Linked DNA regions of Xenopus tropicalis: region 2 is linked to region 1. A link is a contact called in public Hi-C data. All regions are on one chromosome and are shown on one strand. Each heading gives the region's core, a stretch centred on a gene start, on an enhancer-like site or on the middle of the called end of the contact. The rest is flanking DNA. Distances are from core to core; before and after follow the strand shown. Region 1 overlaps fam49b (family with sequence similarity 49 member B). Region 2 holds the start of 42Sp50 (Elongation factor 1-alpha).

Region 1 (2,771 bases), core at 194-2,693:
GTGGGTGTTACAGTGCCAGGTATACCATGAGCGGGGGGTCTCCCCTCTGCCAGACAGTGGGTGTTACAGTGCCAGGTATACCATGAGCGGGGGGTCTCCCCTCTGCCAGACAGTGGGTGTTACAGTGCCAGGTATACCATGAGCGGGGGGTCTCCCCTCTGCCAGACAGTGGGTGTTACAGTGCCAGGGATACCATGAGGGGGGGGTCTCCCCTCTGCCAGACAGTGGGTGTTACAGTGCCAGGGATACCATGTCTCTCCGTTTTTGGGTGTTACAGTTCCCGGCACCCTGGGCCTTCAGGAGAAGTACCCGCACATAGTTGGCTGTAGGTGGGTGATATAATATTCCTTTTATACTTGATGGCCTTGTGGTCACCCAACTCCCAAATTGTGGGATTTCAGCAATATGTGGGGGGCCTGAGACATTAAAATGGGGGGATGTTGTTTTCCTTGGCTCCTGTTTGCTCACAGCGGCCCCAGCCTACAGTAAAACAATCCCCTCTTTTCCAAAAAAAGAAGCCAGGCCCCATTACATTGCACTCCCTCAGTAGCATGTCAGGGCTGTAGCCACAAGCGCTCCTTTCTATAAGGGGTTCCCTTTAATGTTCATTAGCGGCAGCCACACGAGATGGTATCACCCTTCAGCTGCCTCTAATAGGCTGGGGGCTCTGCGCCCGCAGGCAGGTGCCCTCATAGCGGCTTTGGGGCCCCCCACATGTGTTTAAGTTCCCCCACATGTGTTTAAGTTCCCCCCTTACCAAAATAAACCCCTTGATATCCGAACCATGATTGTTAGTGACTCTCCTATAGTCACAGAGATGTTTAGGGCAGTGAATAAGAAGGAGGGGGGGATACTGGGAAATCCAGGGGTGCTGATCCCCCCCCCCCCCCCCCCCCCAGTCTGTGCAGCTATTGTGGGAATGGGGCACTCTGTTAGAATGGCATTCATTCTGCCTTTTCCCTGCAGGAATAGAATAGATATAAATGTACTGCTGCCTATTATCATCACTAGTGGGGGTCATTTATCAATACTGGGCAGAATGGCCCATGGGCAGTAACCCTTGGCAACCAAGTTGTTGCATTCATTGTTCTACCTGCAGCTGGCTGGAAAAAGCAAATCACTGACTGGTTGCTATGGGTTATTGCCAGTGTTAATAAATGACCCCCAAGATGTCGGTAACCCTCCTTATTGCAGGATTCTGGGGGTTGTAGTTCAGCAGTCGATTGCCCCTGACCTGCTAAAAGAAATGGAAAAGGGGAGAAAATACCCAGCAGCACTCTCTTCCCTCCCCCCTGATACTATTGTGTAATAAGCAGGCTTGTGCTGCAGGAGGGTGGGGGGGGGGGTATGAAAGGAAATGCCTAACCGCGGGCACCTTGCACACAGGGATCCTTCTGACATGCCAGGCTCCAGTTCCACCCCTGCGCCCATGTAGGAAACCACAAGAAGCTGAGCACTAACTGAACTCACGCGTTTCGCTCCCATTTACTGGAACTCAATGACTGTGCCATTCTCTATTTTTAGGTTGGCTGGCATGGGTAATCTCATTAAGGTGCTAACCAGAGACATAGACCACAATGCAGCCCATTTTTTCTTGGATTTTGAAAGTAAGTCTCACGGGAAGCCCGGCACAGCTGGCGCCACTCTAACGGGTAACCCCCCCCCCCCCCCGGCTTGTCATGGGCGCCGCACAGCATGGGAAAGAGCAGTTAGAGAGGAGCTGTGGGGGGTGCATGAAGCGTGGGGGGCACTTCCATTATCCAGCCGCAAAGATGATCTCCATTTCCAAACTCATTGGGGTCCTTTGTGATCAGCCTCTTCTTTTTATTTTTTGTCCTTATGTCAGGGACCGACAGTCCAGCGTGGGGAAATTCTGCTTTGCTGTCCTAAGTGGTGTCTGTGCCGGGCACACAGAATCAGAACCAAGGCCACCATGCTGCCCAAAATCCTCACCAGATATTGGGCCAAATACAGTCTGAACACATCTTTGAAGTTGAGGGTCAGGAAAAAAACCCGGTGGGCCCTGCCGGCCTAGACCCGCTGCCAAGGCAGGGGCCTCTTGGAGGTCAGGGTTCCTGGGGCTGCAACCCTGGTGGGCCCTGCACCCCCCAGTCCGACCCTGCCCCATACAGTAACAATGGCTCGCGAGCAACATGTTACTCACCACCTCCTTTGTTCTTCCCAGCCGAATCCTTGGCTTGGTGCACCCCTAAGCCTAATTCGTTCCCCTAAAACAATGATCCCCAACCAATGGCTCGCGAGAAACATGTTGCCCACCACCTCCTTTGTTCCTCCCAGTGCCAGTGGCCTCGAAGCAGGGGCTTATTTTTGAATTCTTGGATTGGAGGCAAGTTTTGGCACATCAAGACCATGTGTACTGCCAAACAGATCCTCCTCTAGGCTGCCGGTTCACATTTGGCTACCGAATAACCACAGCCCTTATTGGTAACCCCTAGAAACCTTTTTCATGCTTGTGTTGCTCCTCAACTTTTTATATATTTAATTATTGCTCAAGGGTAAAAAAGGTTGGGGATTCCTGCCCTAAAGTCATGTGACTATGAAGGTTTTCATTCCTCCAGCTCATAGTATATCTAGTATAAATAAATCTAGAGTAACTGGACTTGTTGAGTAATCACTGGAGATGTTTCACTACTCATCCGAGCAGCTTGTTTAGTTCATCTGCCTGGATGAGTAGTGAAATGTCTTCAATGATTACTCAGCAAATCCAGTTGCTCTAGATCTACGTATACTTATATACTTCACAAACATTT
Region 2 (2,771 bases), core at 133-2,632, 82 kb before region 1:
GCTTTATTCGATTTGGAAGCCGATTTCTACAATTTACCCAAACAGCCAGAGACTGGGAGATAGGAGAGGCCAGGATAAGATAAATAAGCGATTTTTCTCAGTGACCCCTATTTTAAAGCTAAATAAAATTCGAAAAAAAATTAAGACCAGAATAGGACACTCTACAACCTATGTATGTAGACTATAACCCATGATAACATTTATTTAATGACATATTTTTGCTTTAGGATTTGAAACTGGTCATGTGGTTGCTAGGGATTTCTCACCTTAGCAATGAAATCGGCCTAATAGATGTGGATAAGAGGAGCAGCAGTGCAAGTTGAAACACAGAAGGGATTCTATTTGCCCATCAGTGTATTTGTGCTGCGGGGGTAGGTCAGTTGGGAAGTTTAGTGCCATAAATTCGGTTTCAGGGCTCAAAGCCTTTAAAAGTGGTTGGGCAAAAGCTACAACTTGATCATGGCCAGCACTGAAAGGGTTAAAGTTACAGACCCTACAGAGGTTGTAATAAGAGCCCCCTATACATGCAGCACAGGTGTGGGCTAGTGTGAGCCAGTTACTTATCAGCCATGCAGCACAGGTGTGGGCCAGTTACTGATCAGCCATGCAGCACAGGTGTGGGCTAGTGTGACCCAGTTACTGATCAGCCATGCAGCACAGGTGTGGGCTAGTGTGACCCAGTTACTGATCAGCCATGCAGCACAGGTGTGGGCTAGTGTGACCCAGTTACTGATCAGCCATGCAGCACAGGTGTGGGCTAGTGTGAGCCAGTTACTTATCAGCCATGCAGCACATGGGTTTTATAGGGGTTCTACTTTCCCATGGGAGGGGCCTGTAGCCCAGGGAATTGGCAAGCCATGTATTTAAACATCTAATTAGCACTAATATACAGGGTGGGTGCCATGCACCCAGTTTTAGGGGCAAGGGTAACGGTCTCACTTGGTGAAAACCAGAAAACCAAGTTTAATAACTGCATGGCTTAATTGTAATGAATTCAGCTGAATAACGCACAGCTGCACAGAAATCACTACAGTCTGCAGCATGCACTGAAACGGATAGCAATGTGGGATGAATATGGGGTCTGGGTTATAAAGGGAGGGTTCACCTTTATGGTAGGCCCTCTCCTACTCATATTGCCATCTTTCACTCAACCCACTGCCTGGTTGCTAGAGTAAATAAGACCATAGCAACCAGCCTACAAACTGAAGAGCTGCTGAGGGGTACTTACCTGAGCGGCAGCTGCCTCCACCTTCTCCAGGGCCCGGGGATCAAACCCCCCACACTTGTAGATGAGGTGCCCCGTGGTGGTGGATTTGCCAGAGTCGACATGGCCAATAATCACAACATTTAAGTGAGTCTTCTGGGGAGTCTTGTCAGTCATGTTGCACCGCTTAACCTACTAACCAGCCAGCTACTAACCTACCCGCAACCCTAACCTAATGGGCAGCCACCTCCGGCCTGGGTGGGATTTATAGCACTCAGCACCCCCACCCAGCTGCACCCCCACCTGCCCATCATCATCATCACAACTACTGGGTTTCTCTTACATTTAACCCCTTAGTGCCCACACAGTTGCCCTTGCCTGGCCTCACCATTGCTAAACACGGCATCAGATTTAATTCAGCACTCAGCTGGTTAACAGGTACTTTCCAGGTTCAGCAATAAATCACTATTTTCGGGTTCCCCCTACTTCTTGCTGCTTTTGTACATTAATCTGTATTTTTATTGTGTTTTATTGATTGTACAGCGCTGCGCAATATGGCGGCACTTTATAAATATGTAATAATAATAATAATAATAATAAAGTCCCCCCCCCCACATACACGGTAATCCCCGGTAACCAATCGCCAATAAGCCCTGATGGTTCAGCTGCACTTGTCAATTCAAATTTTGATTGGTTGCTATGGGTTACGAGTCACGCTGACACCTGGGAATAACTCTCGTTACTTACTTTTTACAGCAAAAATTCAACCAAAGATTAAAAAAAAAAGAAAAATTCAGACCAACTGCAACTGAGCAAAATATCACTCCTTCGAAATAAATGTTGTTTTTAGGCAAATTAACATTTACAAACTTACCTTTTTCAGCAAGTAAAGCTGAGACTTTGTTGGGCCCTTGTGATCTTGAGGGAGTCACCATCCCTAATGTTCCAGGTACAAATCTTATTAGATTGTAAGCTCTTGGGTGTCCCTGGGATTAAAAATCCTTGCACAACTGGAGATCCCTTGGGGTAAAGGGGCAAATCTTGACCATGAAGGAACAGAACAGCGGCTGTCAACTCTTACATCAAGGGTTCTTGGGTGTTGCTGGACTACAACTCCCATCATGCTTTAACCGATGCCTGTGTGTAGAGAATGCTGGGAGCTGCAGCCCATACAACTTGTACAGGTTTCTCTATGGGATAAAAACCGTATCCCTGTACATTGTAAATGCTGATGTGCCACCACACCCCTTTAAATGGGGGGGCTATATATTGTGCAAGCTGAAAGCATTTTGCATGGCTGCTTAGAGTTCAGTGCAGTCTGCAGCATGGCCTTGGCCATGCCAATTAGCCATGCAGGATGGGATTTTATATGCAGCTGGGCTGTGCCCATATCAGCCCTAGGGCTACAAGGTGGCAATAGTAAGCCCAGCAGCGCACAGACACCTACAGGGACTACCCCTGAGCAACCAATCAAACATTTCCCTTCATGTGGGTGCTGCCATACAGGCACTATGGGTTACAGGCTTCTCAGCCTAAATAAAAGTCCATTATTATGTGGCTAATCTGC

Evidence for each region. Hi-C and Micro-C count contacts between places; a contact is called where the count stands out from the background.
Region 2: a Hi-C map of liver shows a contact between it and region 1, with 7 times the contacts expected there. The contact joins the promoter of 42Sp50 here to the enhancer-like site in region 1. A contact is called at or near these places in 5 of 5 Hi-C or Micro-C datasets (brain, gastrula embryo, liver and 2 more).

The regions. Positions count from the first base shown.
Region 1 is chr6:141,984,758-141,987,528 of UCB_Xtro_10.0, reverse strand. All of the region lies in intron 3 of fam49b (family with sequence similarity 49 member B), which reads left to right. Among named protein-coding and RNA genes, the nearest start is that of fam49b, 42 kb to the left of the region's middle. Within about 2 kb of position 1,443, at least 1 of the 11 cell types and tissues checked has an H3K27ac peak or open chromatin away from gene starts, as enhancers often do. A contact at or near this core is called in liver, where this site is marked.
Region 2 is chr6:142,066,505-142,069,275 of UCB_Xtro_10.0, reverse strand. 42Sp50 (Elongation factor 1-alpha) reads right to left here and starts at 1,382. Exons shown (of 7, transcript NM_001011438.1): 1 at 1,229-1,382. The coding sequence starts at 1,381.